Regions from separate parts of the Drosophila melanogaster genome. Here regions 2 and 3 are each linked to region 1. Evidence: chromatin contacts called from public Hi-C data. All regions are on one chromosome and are shown on one strand. Each heading gives the region's core, a stretch centred on a gene start, on an enhancer-like site or on the middle of the called end of the contact. The rest is flanking DNA. Distances are from core to core; before and after follow the strand shown.

Evidence for each region. Hi-C and Micro-C count contacts between places; a contact is called where the count stands out from the background.
Region 2: a Hi-C map of the OSC cell line shows a contact between it and region 1, with 4 times the contacts expected there. The contact joins the promoter of CG5541 here to the promoter of lncRNA:CR44888 in region 1. A contact is called at or near these places in 2 of 107 Hi-C or Micro-C datasets (the D17-c3 cell line and the OSC cell line).
Region 3: a contact with region 1 is called in a Hi-C map of the Kc167 cell line, with 1.9 times the contacts expected there. The contact joins the promoter of Gapdh2 here to the promoter of lncRNA:CR44888 in region 1.

What each region holds. Positions count from the first base shown.
Region 1 is chrX:15,495,318-15,499,942 of dm6, reverse strand. It overlaps lncRNA:CR44888 (long non-coding RNA:CR44888), which reads left to right and starts at 2,081. Exons shown (of 1, transcript NR_123918.1): 1 at 2,081-2,420. All of the region lies in intron 2 of Gmap (Golgi microtubule-associated protein), which reads right to left.
Region 2 is chrX:15,041,408-15,046,032 of dm6, reverse strand. CG5541 reads right to left here and starts at 1,910. Exons shown (of 5, transcript NM_206715.2): 1 at 1,750-1,910. All of the region lies in intron 13 of hiw (highwire), which reads left to right. It overlaps be (ben), which reads right to left. Exons shown (of 7, transcript NM_167424.2): 7 at 3,973-4,417.
Region 3 is chrX:15,866,209-15,870,833 of dm6, reverse strand. It overlaps Gapdh2 (Glyceraldehyde 3 phosphate dehydrogenase 2), which reads right to left and starts at 2,689. Exons shown (of 2, transcript NM_080714.4): 1 at 2,591-2,689; 2 at 1,173-2,516. The coding sequence starts at 2,498. The coding sequence ends at 1,500. It overlaps CG16952, which reads right to left and starts at 651. Exons shown (of 6, transcript NM_001298375.1): 1 at 346-651.

The sequences.
Region 1 (4,625 bases), core at 832-3,331:
ACTTAACAAAAAATTCGATCTAAACTGAGCTATTCAAATGGAAGTTTTAAACCTTTTAGTAGTAGAATAGAATAGAATTGCACACAATAATTCCATATTTAAATGCCACTCTACATTTCACACTTTAGAACACTTTATTTTTCGCCATGTTTTCGCAATTTGAGTTCGGGCAAATGAGTAATAATAAACACAATAATTTAGTGTATGCAGTGCAATAAAAACCAAGAGAAAATTACATAGTTAATAAGAGGAGATGTCAAGACGCGACAAAAGTCGAAAGTCAAGGCGGGCTTAAACGAAAAAAAAAGCGAGATGGGGCTAAAAAAGCGAGGAATAACTCAAGTTAGCTCAAGTTTAAGCCAAGTCACTCTACGACTAGCCCCGTCTCTTTCTGGCCCCCACCCTGACCCCCTGAACCAACCGGCTAAGTTAATGGGCATTATTAACTGACGGCAACAATTACATTTAGCAACAACTTACAGTTTTTTACTCGTCAGCTGAGCGGCGATTTTCAATTTCGATTTGGCAGCTGGGCAGTAAATTTTGCCTTCAAATTATTTTCCGGTCTTTTCAATTTTTTTTTTTTTTTAATTTAATATGTTCTCATTCGGCTTTTCCGTTCCGTTCATCACAAGCAAAAACAAATCAAAAAAATAATAGGTTTTGTTCGAAAAAAAAATGAGGAAAAAACAAGAGTCAAATGTAATGCAACTTTTCACTTAATTACGCGATACAATTTTAAGGCAGCGATACAAAAAAAAATTAGTTAAACTTATTGTTCTGTTTAGGATATATATGTTTCAAACTTTATAATGGGTTTTCGGTTTCGAGGGGGTGGCAACGCCGCACCGACGCGAGCAGCGATTGCGACCGAGGCAACGGAGGAGCGATAATACCGGTACGTCCGATCCGCTGAGCGAGCGATCGACGAGTGATTGTTGCGTGCAGTGCGCCGGTGGAAATAGCGACCGGCGGCGATCGCATGCGACGGAACTGCAGCCGAAGCCGCACACGAAGCCAGTGCCGAAGTCGTCGAGCCGAGCACACGAAGCGCAGCACGAAGCGCCATCGGTGGGGAAAGAGCGAGCGAAAGAGACGACAGATGGCGCGAATAAGGATCATCATATCTTTGAAACGAACTCAGGCTAAGTGGGAACTATTAAAACCGTTTGAAGTTCTAGTTTCTAACTATATATTTGGTTATATGTGTTATGTGTAAAGGATTCTCTAAAGTCGAGCTACGCTAATCTATATTATATAATATAACAAATTATTATTACCAAGCTTTAATATCAATTTTATTATCTGGTACCCATCAAAAACATATTACCAGCATATCAAAAGCATACCTATTACACAGTTACTTGCTTTATCGAATTCCAGCACGTCACGTTAGAGTTTCACATCATTAAATGAATGATTAGCGTTTTTGCGTTTGAATTATATTTTTATTGCTTAGCAACTATGGTCATACTGATCCCATTAGATATACTTTAAAACTGCGTGATGAAAGCAAGACTTTGATGAGTTTGGTGAGTTTGGATCCCAGTTTAAAAACAGTTCAAAGGACATAGCCATTGAGTTGATGAACCCGACCAATCGCGACTATGATTCATAACTCTGATTCATTTGAAAGGTATAAAATCAGAGATAAAGACCGCGCTGGGTGGGGAGATAGCAGCGACGGGGTTAATGGATAAAATGGTAAGACATTTATCATGACAGCCGTACATAACCTCACTCGGCGGTGGGATGGATGTGGGTACATGGGCATTTGTACATGGATTCGGATATATGTATGTATGTGTACATATGTATGGCGATATGCACACGTAGCCAGCAACTTCGACTTGCTCTCCATTTCAAAACTCAAATAATGCGCGTCGGCTATTTAACTTGAAATTAAGCGACGTTTGTTGTTGTTTTTATTTATTTTCTTTTTTTTTCTTTTTGTGTTGTTTAAAGAATTGCTTATGTGTGTGCGTGTGTGTGTGTGTGCGATGGTGTTGTTGTCGCTATTGTTGTTGTACCGCTGGAGACGGCTTTATTTGCTTATTTTGCTCATTTTGTTTGTTCTCAGCGCTCAGTGATGTATGCTCTCTGCTGGCCGCTCTCCGATCGCCTCAATCGTCTGTACCGCCTCTGCTGCCCCGCCCCCAAACCGTCCTACCGCCCCTCTGCCACTTCTGGCGACGCTGCACCGCCGTCTAAAATACACCTACAGTCCGACAACTCTATGACGATCTTTGAAAACCGTAATCTCAAGACCCGAAATTCCCAAAATCTTTCTAACGTGCATTGCTTTGAATAAAGAGCCAGTTCTATTCATCAGCAACTTTGAACCCGTACCAAAATTTCATAATAAAGTGGAATTAGCATCTTTAACATGCTGCAATTGACAATATTTCCTAGCTTAAGACCCTACACTGTATTGGCTGAGCTCTCCTAAGACTCCCCTCATTTGAGTTCCTTTTGGGAGAGTCCAGAGATAGAGATAGCAAGTTGTTAAAAGAAAACAAATAAGCCCGCGTATCGTTGCATGGAGGGGGGGGGGGGAGTAGTTGAAAAAAGGTTTGGCTTAGAAAGGGACGGCAGGATGCGACAAAAAGCTGGCTACATAGGCATTACGTGCCATTTAGATAGACCAGTCGCGTTTCCTTGCTTTCCCAAGAGATTTGATGAAGAAAGACGACACCCGGACAACGCATGTAGTTTCATCTTTTCGCTGTGCAAGCACAATTCCAAACTGCCTCGCCGTAATTCAGAGTATATTTTCGGCTATATCATCTATGTAGTATATGATATATGGTATTATATGGTATATGGTATATGCGGTTCTCTAGTGGTTCCATATGGCCACGTCGTTGACTTTAAGCGGGCTGTTGTTACTGGTGTTTCTGTACGGTTTCGGTTTCTGTTTCTGTTTCAGTTGCTGTTTTCACTGTTTCTGTTGTATTTGTTACTGGCGCAATCGAGCGTCTGTGTTTAATTAGCAGATAAAAATACAGTCAACCCATGAAGGTAGAAATACACACAGCACACACAATCGTCTAGACCCCAAGCCCATAGTGGCCATCTCTTTCGCACCTTTTTGGTTGGGCAGGAAGAGTATGGGTATGGGGAGGGCGAGGGGGAAAGGGGGAACACTATCAATGCTTGGTGATATATATGTAAGTATGTACAAAATGTAGGTATATGTCATTATATACTGGCAGCAAACACGTTGCAGGCGTTAATTAGTTTTGGGGGCTTTTCTTTTATCAGCAATGGGAGGAAAAAAAAAAGCAACTGTAACAACAGCCAGCACAACAATGCGCAACACCAGTACACAGATGCACACACACACACACACAAACACATACACACACACACATCTGCACGCTTTTCAAATGCATTTCGTTCGGTTGCGAGTGCAAAGCGAATTGTTCAAAGGGGGGACCCTTGTACTTAGCTTCCTTGTTCCACGTTCATATCAATCGGGCGTGCAAGTTAACAGTGGCGTTAACATGCGTTAAGTACAGTACACCACACACACAACCCCCGCTCCCCCTCCCCACCCGTTGCAATAACTAAAGCTCCACCAACCCTGCCACGCCTCACTCCCCCTTGCCCATATCCCACACAAAAGTCACCGTCTTTGTGGCGCCAATTGTTTAAATCGATTGTATAATAAATTCTTCCTCGCTGCCATTTCGGTTTCATCTTCGGATTGCTTCGTATTTCAATGAATACGTCACTGTGCTTTCTTCAGCGAGCCAATATGTCGAAGAAACGCCCATTTATGTGGCGGAAATAATAGAGAGTACTCCATATTGAGACAAAAACAGAGGCGTAAACTCTTGGGGGGATTTTGGGAATGTCCTTGTAACAATATAACTTCATATATAGCTAGTTATATTGATAATATACCATATAAAAAAAGGTTAACCAATGCAGGGATATAACAGTTACTATTTTAAGACCATTGATCATTGATCGTTTTGGAAAAATACCACAAATAGTTTTACATTCATTCTGAAGTAATACCCAGTAGAATTAACTAGGTTAAGTACCCCGCGAACGAGAGTGGGTCCAACTACACACCGCTGCCTTAAGCAGATACAAGATGCTAACGAACTGCAAAGATAATAAATATTTAAATTGTATTTTATTTGCACACGTTCGATCAATATGTGGAAAACACGGTACCCAAAGGCACACAAAGGCGGTACGTGCATAACTTTAAGAAAGCGGTCACCGAAGGAGGAATAGAGAAAGATACGGCTGGAGACCCAAATGCGATGATGGCGACTGTCGGATACGGATGCGATTCATAGACGGATCGATGACGAAAGCACTGAAGCTCTGACGTCGACCATCCAACTCGATCTGGAGCAGCTCGGATCGTTTGGGATCGGGAGCGGGATCGACGATGCTAAAGAACGAGGTAAATGGGCAGAGCATGCCACAAACATACATAGCACTTGGAGATCGGCGATCTGCTAGGTGCGAGTATCTCCGGATGGGTAGATACTAGTTACCTGGCAACGAATGGACATAGAGATAGATAGATAGATAGACAGATAGAGATGGAGATGAAGATGAAGACCGAACCGCCGACGGCTGTTTCTTGTGTTGGCATTCAT
Region 2 (4,625 bases), core at 661-3,160, 450 kb after region 1:
TGAACAAACCGAAAGCTAGTCTTGCAATAAACTGCTTCACATCGTAGTAGTAACTGGGTGGAGTGCCGACGAACTCCATTGATTGCCCGATTCGAAACGGTTTTTGAAACGGCACTATCTTATCACCACCTAGTATCGGTAAATTCGATAAGATAACTAAATGAGTCGGATTGCCTCACCACCTCACAATTGACTCAACTCTCGCAGGATGACACATGTGTATTTTGTTACCAGTGCTTTTCAAACGTATTACTCCATGCAGTTTACACAGCCGAATGGCATTAACGGTAAACTTAATGACTAACTGGAGTATTTATGTCTGGGGAAATCAGTCATGGTGGAAATTTGCGAGTTAAAGTTTTACCTCGATATATCGAACATTTTAAATTCGTATTTTATGCATAAAAAAGGATGTAACTTTTGTTTAAGAAAGATTGCTGTTTTCATTTCCTAAAATATTTATATAAATATAAATAAAAATGATTAGATACAACTTTCATCAGACTTAGCTTAGGAGTATATTCCAATCTTTTTGAATTTGCCATTTTCTGCGTTCATTCTAAATGTGTCAAACAATTACCTACAAGCTTTCCAGCGATTAAGCAATTCTTATCTCTAGCAAAATAGTCACCAACTTTCTTTCAGAGCCCGAAGTTCATTGTTAAAAGCGAAGCTAGGTTTGGCCAAAGGTCCAACCGCCTAAAAAAACGAAAAAGTAGTAGTACGTAGAATGCTGAGGGCACTTGACGGGGTTAATGTTTTTAGCCTGCTCATTGCTTTCTACTACTTGAAAAGCGGGCATTTGCTTTGCTTTTTTGTTCTGCGCCACCTCTTTCCATACACTTGGCACAATTTTCGATCAACATTTCGTAAAAGTAAAAGTTCCTTAAGTGAAATCGAACTCAAAATATAAATTATACCGCTAAAAATCCTAAAAAGGTTCAAAGAAAACCAATTTAATTTAGAATCCGAAGGGATTATTGAATTTGTATAGAACAACAGTGATTTGTTTCTATATATAGTAAGGATATCCAATTAACACCCAAAAGGGTTCGTTTTTCAGAGACTTGACTGTGGCCTGGAGCAAATTTCGAATACCTTTTTGTAACAATGACTTTGGGGTTGGACTTTTTGCCGATCCGAAACAGTTTTTACGACAAACGCCAACTAAAAACAGATTTTTATTTAACGTTTGCTTTTCTCCGACGTCATTTAACCTTGAAGTATCGAAATACGATGATGACGAGCAGCGGACATAATGGATATGGATATATGGCAAGGTGTCTGCCAATTTAAATACGTATATACATATGTACATGTATATTTTATTTAGCAAGGGGGCGTTTGTTCACAATTCTACACTGCTAATTTATATTCCCCTGGGGGAATTGCAAAAAAAAAAGCGAAACAAGAATAAAACACAAGAATGGAGAGATGCTAAATTCTTGTTTGGGGCTTCGGTTTGTTTGTGTTCTGTTTGTTTTGTTTTGATGCGTGGGCTGTGATCACAAGTAACAAAATCAGGAGAAGAGAGCTGAAAAGAGGAAAGAATTCTTTCTCTCCGTTTATTTGCATTCTTTTTTGGCTTGCCCAGCAGATTTGCAAACAGTTTTTCCTTCTCTCCCTATTACTTTTTTTTTATTACTTTGAACTTTATGGCTGTTCCAGAAACGCACACACTCTTGGCTTTTGGCACATATGAAAACGATGGCAGCACCTCAAAAAAATAAGTGTTGTATTTAAGCGCACCTTAGTCGCAAATTGCCCAAGTAAATAGTCGCATTTATGTATTTATATTAGCTGCTAAAACTAAAAACACGCGAGCGGTCGGTCAGGCGGTTTATGTATTCTACAGCCTTGTTTTTGTTGGGCGGCCAACCGGCGTAAGCGCGTGCAAATGACAAACTGAGCGCCAAAGCGGCGAACGCCAAACGCGAATGCCCAACCTCCGGCCAGAAGTCAGTGATGCTCATTTGGCTACTAATGTGCCAGAATTTCATTCGACCTAATGGGTCGAATTAAACTAACCAAGGCACTCAAAAACATGTTAGCGAACGTTCGCTACATAATAAATTTTCAATACGAGTAGCGCCTACAACTATTGTTAAGCTATAACTATTATAAAAGTAATTTAATTCAGTCCGTTCAACTAGTCGTATGTGTAATTTGTCACCACTACGGCGTATACGTAATGTTTAGATGTGACTTTCAATTTTGTTTAGCGTTTTTCCGCCACTTTCGGCGCTATCATCACTGTTGTATTCTCCCCTTTTGTCGTAGATTTTTTAACTGCTCTCTGCGCTCTTCTGAGCGGATTTCAGTGGAACGAGCGCCGCTTTGGCTGCGGCGATTTAGCGGCTGCGTCTCTCAAACGATCGCCAGCTCAAAACACTCAAAACTAAACCAAAAAATACCACACAAAAAGGTGAAGAATTTTTGCGTTTATTAGCTGCACAAAATGTAAAACAAAATTATTTGTTCCTTTTGAACGAATTTTTGACTTTCTACTTATAAGTAAATGGAATCCAGAAGAATTTTTGGTACTTCCCCTCGCTTTTCTGAGTGTATGTCAAGTTAAAGCTGAGCATGGATTTTAATTTAAATCTGTATCTGAATTTCTTGCACTGCGCTTAATTGAACGATGCCACGCATTACTTGACACTTTTTAAAAAGCCCCCGCAAAAAGCGATGAAAGAGGGGCCAAAGAAGAGTGCAGAAGAGAAGACGAGAAAAGGATGGGAAATGGGGAGAATGAAGAGGTGGACAGTAGATCAACACAAATCAAATCAAATTTACTCGATGGCAACTGCAAACATGGAGCACTTAGCGGTTCGCTTTTCAAGATTCAGGCTATGTAAATATGTACATATGTATGTATGTAAAAACTAATGTGACGAAAGGCTCCGCAGATAAAGCGGTTTGTAATGGCACTATTTACCCTTTTCCACATTACTATTTTAATTTAAAACGGATTCCCAAGTTGCGTTACTTCCATATCTCAAGCTTTGAATAGGTGAACTCATTCCTGTATGCGAATAAATAGTATGGCAAATTGAGCATTTCATATTTATGGCTGTTTTGGAGAATTTATTAGCAAGCAAGCGATTTAACTTTTTGAAATGGATGACTGTGAGGTAATTCGGTCATAAATATGCCTATTCTATTTAACAAATGTATGCTGCTTTTTGCTAACACATTCCTTTATGCCTGCACTGAAATGATTAAAAGTGTAATATACCTTCTATATATTCTTGACTTAAACATGCTAGTTTAAAAAACATAACAAATTTGATAATTTTGATATTTTTTGGAAAATACACTTTCAAACGAAAAAAGAACGCCCTTTCATACCAATTTGATGCACTTGATTTGGTTTTCTCGCAGTGTGGCGTTTATTTTGATCAAGCTGACTGACTGACTTACTGACCATATATGCACATTAATAACTCGAAAAGGCTTTTAGAACGCATTTGCATGGCAGCCGCGGCTGCAAAAGCCGCAACAACGTTTAATTCGCAACGAAACAGCTCGTCGATCGCGCTTGCAAATCAAGTTAAGCAACATTTCAAAATGCAATTTCAGCACACCCGCCTGGCATTTTACTTGGGCTTTGTCTCTCTGTCTTTGGGATTCAATTTGATATTATTTTCAGTTTTTGTTTATAGTAGCCGTTTGTTCGAAACAGCTAAACAGCTGTGTAAGCCAATAGAGATTAATATTTATGTACATATGTATGTATTGGCGAGTGCTTTGTTCGAGTAACTGAGAAGTCAAATGGCCATTTGATATGCCACCCTCTGGATAAAAATTGTATAAATGGGTTCTAAGGTTTGTTTATTGCTTGACTTGGACTTTTCTCACTTCAGACTGTTCCTGAGAACTTGAAATTACAAAAAATAATAATATTCAAAATGGTATTCACAGTTTTAATGAAAAGCTTGATGATATAACAAAAGTATAATACATTAAAATACATTCTTGGTACATCTACTTAAAATGTGATCTGTTTATTGACACATATCATGAACAATGTATCATGTTCTGGTTTAGAATACAAAATACAATATAATTGGGGCGCAGAGTTATATGAAAACTCTGTCGATAAAGATATGACGTACCTTTCCATTTAAGCCCCGACATATATTATATCTGCAGGCACTTGGTCGATCGGGCTATTTATTTAAATTTAATTCACTTAATCTAGCTTATGGTTTATATCTCCTAGTTCGCTTCTCCCTAGCTAATTAGGTATATGCGTAGGTCTCCTCAGTTCATCGCATATCCAGAGAATATCACATTGTGTTTTCGGTATTTTTTGTTTCTCTCTAATCATTCACTCATCTTATACTCTTTTTTGTGGCTGGCAGGTGTGACAGATTGTGGCAGATTCATAGGTATATATATATATATATATATACTTACGTATTTTACTATTCGAGTCGAACAAATGATCCGTCGTTTGACTAAGATCAACGCCTTTAAAGAAGTTTCAGAATCAACACGAGGTATTTTTTAGTTTAGATCTTTATTTCTTCGTTGTCGGCTTAAGACTGACTGTACAGAGTTTTTGATCGGCTCGAAGTGAGTCGCGAGAAACGGGAATGTCTAATCAGTATATGTGTACA
Region 3 (4,625 bases), core at 1,440-3,939, 370 kb before region 1:
TTGGACTATATTTTCCAAAACTCATTCATGAACAACATTGAAATGTTAAAATTACATGCACAAAAATAGATGAGCATATGTATAGAGAAACGCACTGTTGCACATGTGCAACTGAACATCTATTAAAATTTCTATACATGTGTACAATTTGCATTGAAAAACATTACAAGTTACGGTATAATGTTAACAAAGATATTCGAAATGTTTAGCCACCGTTTATAAATATTAATTATTAAAGCGTCCGCACGTATATCTCCAACATACATACATATGTATATACCAATATGTATACAGATTTATGTTCACTACGCACATACGTAAGATGTGAACTCGAGATGATTTTACCCGATGCACTTATGTTTCATTATATTTCGTTGGGGAAAATGTGTACCACACACACACTGCACAATCGTTAAATTCGCTCGGAAAACATACTCTTTGTTCGCCCCGTCAGTTTTACACAAGTTATGGCGTTTTCACTCGGTAACTTTCATTTACATTCATCAAGAACCAGAAGTCTTGAACTCTTATGCTGATTTGTGTCCGTTTGTTGCTACTGCATGTTGAATAATTCACATTTTATTTTAAGGTTTCATCAATTGATTATTTTATTTACATGCCAGTATTAAAATGTTCTGAAAATTAGTGTGCCCGTGTGAGAAAATTAATCGAAAAGACGGTATAGCAAGCGATTAAATATCGATAACGATATAATGGTGAAGTGCTGTTGAAATGATGCAGTCAACCAAAATATTTGATTATATTTGCCAATTATGCAAATATAAATCGGCAGAGAAACATTATTTTCTCAGAAATGTATCCAAAAAGCCAGGCTTACACAGACAATATGCCACCGTTAGTCTCTCCAAATATCGATAACTTCTGTTTATACATTGCTTCAACTGAAGGGTTTAAGGTCGCTCTTATCGAAATCTGTAAAAGCCCGATTTTTGCCGATAACAATACCATAGAATCAGGCTCATTTAAAATTATTTGAAAACTTTAACAAGTTATGTAATCATTCAAAAACCAATCGACTTAAAAAAAATATCGACACATTTCTGTTATATATATATTACTTCCAAATATAGCAAATGAAAAAAACAATTTAAAGTAATACTCATACTATTTTAGGTATTTCAACGGTTTATACCAAATAAAAAGGCAAAAATAAATATTTAAATGCTTATGAGTCGGCATTTTTAAAACTACACACAGAGTGAAACTTTATTCAACAACAGTAAACATATTTATGTGTATAATGGATGTATTATATTAATAATTTTCCAATGTGGCTGGTAATTGAAGAGCGAAAACAGTAGCATTTCAGAGCATAGCGCATATGTATGTAGGTGATGCTCCACCGGGGAGCAATATATATATAAGTTATGTGATGCCATTTTCAGGCCGTTTCTGAAGTGTCTCACCCCATTCTACCGCGCCCTAATCTTTAACTTTTACGTAGAGTGTGGGTGGGTAGTGTTCTTGGTGTTCCACATTTAATCCTTGCTCTGCATGTACTTGATCAGGTCGATGACGCGGTTGGAGTAGCCAAACTCGTTGTCGTACCAAGAGATCAGCTTCACGAACTTGTCGTTTAGCGAAATGCCAGCCTTGGCATCGAACACCGACGAGTGGGTGTCGCTGAGGAAATCGGTAGAAACGACCTCCTCATCGGTGTATCCCAGGATACCCTTCAGGGGTCCGTTGGCGGCCTCCTGAACCTTGGCCTTAATTTCATCATAGGACGCACCCTTGCCCAAGCGCACGGTCAAATCGACCACGGAAACGTTGGGAGTGGGCACACGGAATGCCATTCCGGTGAGCTTACCGTTGAGGGCGGGGATAACCTTGCCCACGGCCTTGGCAGCTCCAGTGGAAGCTGGAATGATGTTCTGGGCAGCGCCACGTCCATCACGCCACAACTTGCCGGAAGGTCCATCGACGGTCTTCTGGGTAGCGGTGGTGGCATGAACGGTGGTCATCAGACCCTCGACGATCTCGAAGTTGTCGTTGATCACCTTGGCCAGAGGAGCCAAGCAGTTGGTGGTGCACGATGCGTTGGAGACCACCTTCATGTCGGGCTTGTAGGCATCCAAGTTGACGCCGCAAACGAACATGGGAGCATCGGCGGATGGGGCCGAGATGATAACCTTCTTGGCACCGCCCTTCAAGTGAGTGGATGCCTTGTCGATGGTGGTGAACACGCCAGTGGACTCCACGATGTATTCGGCACCAGCGCTGGCCCAGTTGATGTTGGCCGGGTCGCGTTCGCTGAAGACGGTGATCTTCTGGCCGTTGACCACCAGGAAACCGCCCTCGGCGGCAACGGTGCCCTTAAAACGTCCGTGGGTCGAATCGAACTTGAACAGGTAGACCATGTAGTTCACATCGATGAAGGGATCGTTGACGGCCACAACGTTGGCGCCCTTATCAATGGCGGCGCGGAGAACCAAGCGGCCGATGCGACCAAATCCATTGATACCAATCTTCGACATGGTTAACTTTTTGTTTATCTGGAAAGTAATGTATGTATATGTAAAGCAGTTAGTACTTGGAAAGTTTTCCGCGGAATTGAGGGAAACACTACCTATCGGCTTGCTTGCAAGGAATCGACTGTGATGGCTGAGAAATTTTGAGCGCTTTCTATGGGCGAAAACTCGGGCGAAAAATTGTTCAAAGTCAGATGAAGGACGTGCATGTCAAGCTCGAGAGCGGCTACCGCAATAAAAAAGAGCTTTTGCTCTCAGTAACGTGAAAGCTCAATGCTACCCAATAGACTTTTTGCAAGCATCATTATATGAATATAATAAGTAGATATGTACATAAGATACGCTTAACTTTAAAAACTTCTGATCTTAGACAGTTAAAGTGACCTATAAAGTATATGGATTTTTTAATTTATACGGACAAATGTTTATTGGGATATTTTTATGGCCATTTCACCTGCTCAATTTTGTTGACGGAAGTTGAGCTTTCTTGTGAGCTTAGTTGCCGGCAATTACATACGTGCATATATAGGCACACGAAACATACACATATATGAGCACGTCTGATGAACATCAATTGGTTATATTGTACATAAATATGTACATAAGTAAATGCAAATGGAAAAATCCTAACATCCCCACATAAATACATATTCATCAATTTCATTAATATTAAAATTTAGAGGTCATATTCTGAGCAAATTGAAGTTTCGCCGGTACGTGACATTAATCTGTACAATACATGTACATATGTACAAAGATACATATACATGTAAATATGTATATATCTTCTATGCATAACTACAATATTAGATGAAATAATTGTCTAAGTAATTAAATTATCCGTTTTGATGATTTCATTTAAGCAATTGTGCTGTTGTCATCCCATTGTTAAAATGAAAAACACCTGACAGCTCAAGTAGGCATCCAAATTTCATGAATTTTAAACGCTAATGGTAATAAATAGTGTTAGTCACAAAATTCCATGTACCCATAACAACGAAATTGTATAACTTTATGATGAAAACTAAGTGAATGTGACCTTTTGAGTCACGCAGAATTCATTTACCTTTTTTTATTATATATAAACATGTATATACATATGTTCTTAAAATCAGCAGATCCCGTTTATATAAATATTAAAACATATGTATACGAACGATATATAATCAAAATCAATTAATTTGGGAGTATTTTATTCATACAATCATTTGTAGTAAAAAAAAAGGTATCTGCAAATTAATCATTTCTCCTTCCCCAAACTGAATAATCGATATTGTAATCATTTAACATTCTTTTTATTCTTTTCATTCTTTTTATATATTTATCGATTTGTTTTCAGTGCAACCCTTAATTATGAACATAGCAGTGAAAATTCAAATAAGCGCGCCAACATTAAAATGTTGAAATATGCAATTTGACAAGAACTCAACATTTCTGTTGCCTTATCTTTTACATTTTATAAATTATTTCTCGAATAAGTATTAAATATTTTAGTGCGTCATGTTTATTTATTAATACTTGGGCTGGGCAAAAAAGTTCGTTCCTTTTCAGTGAGTCATCGGTTTTACTGATAAGCAAACATTTCACTTGTTTTTTAACCTCTCATCTTTATATTGTTGAAACGATAAATGTATTTCAGCTTGGTGCTAAATTATTGCAGCAAAGTCAAAAACAATGCTTACATCTTACCATTAAGATCCATTGAAAGATGACTTCTAGATTTATACATTACCGAAAAAAAGGATCCGATTAGAAAAGTATCCCTGAAAGTGAATAAAACACCTGCCAATGTTGTGGAAGTCTTACTGTCCTTCGAGTTTGTGGGGTTATTGCCTTTTATGCTAACATCCCAGGATGACTTCCTAACCTAGAAACCCCATTACAGATAGAAGCTTCTTGACGTCACGAGCTGAAGTAGGCTATCTATGTTTATTTCTCTATATAAAGAAGGATAGTTCGCCTTTCTATGCGTACTATATCAGAAGATATATCTCTGGATCTGGTCAAAGATATCACAATTATGACTGTTGGAAATTAACTACAATTAATACCGATTGTTTGCATATCAAGTTCATTTTAATATATCAAGCTTTTATATAAAAGATATCATATTAGTACCACATTCGGCAATAG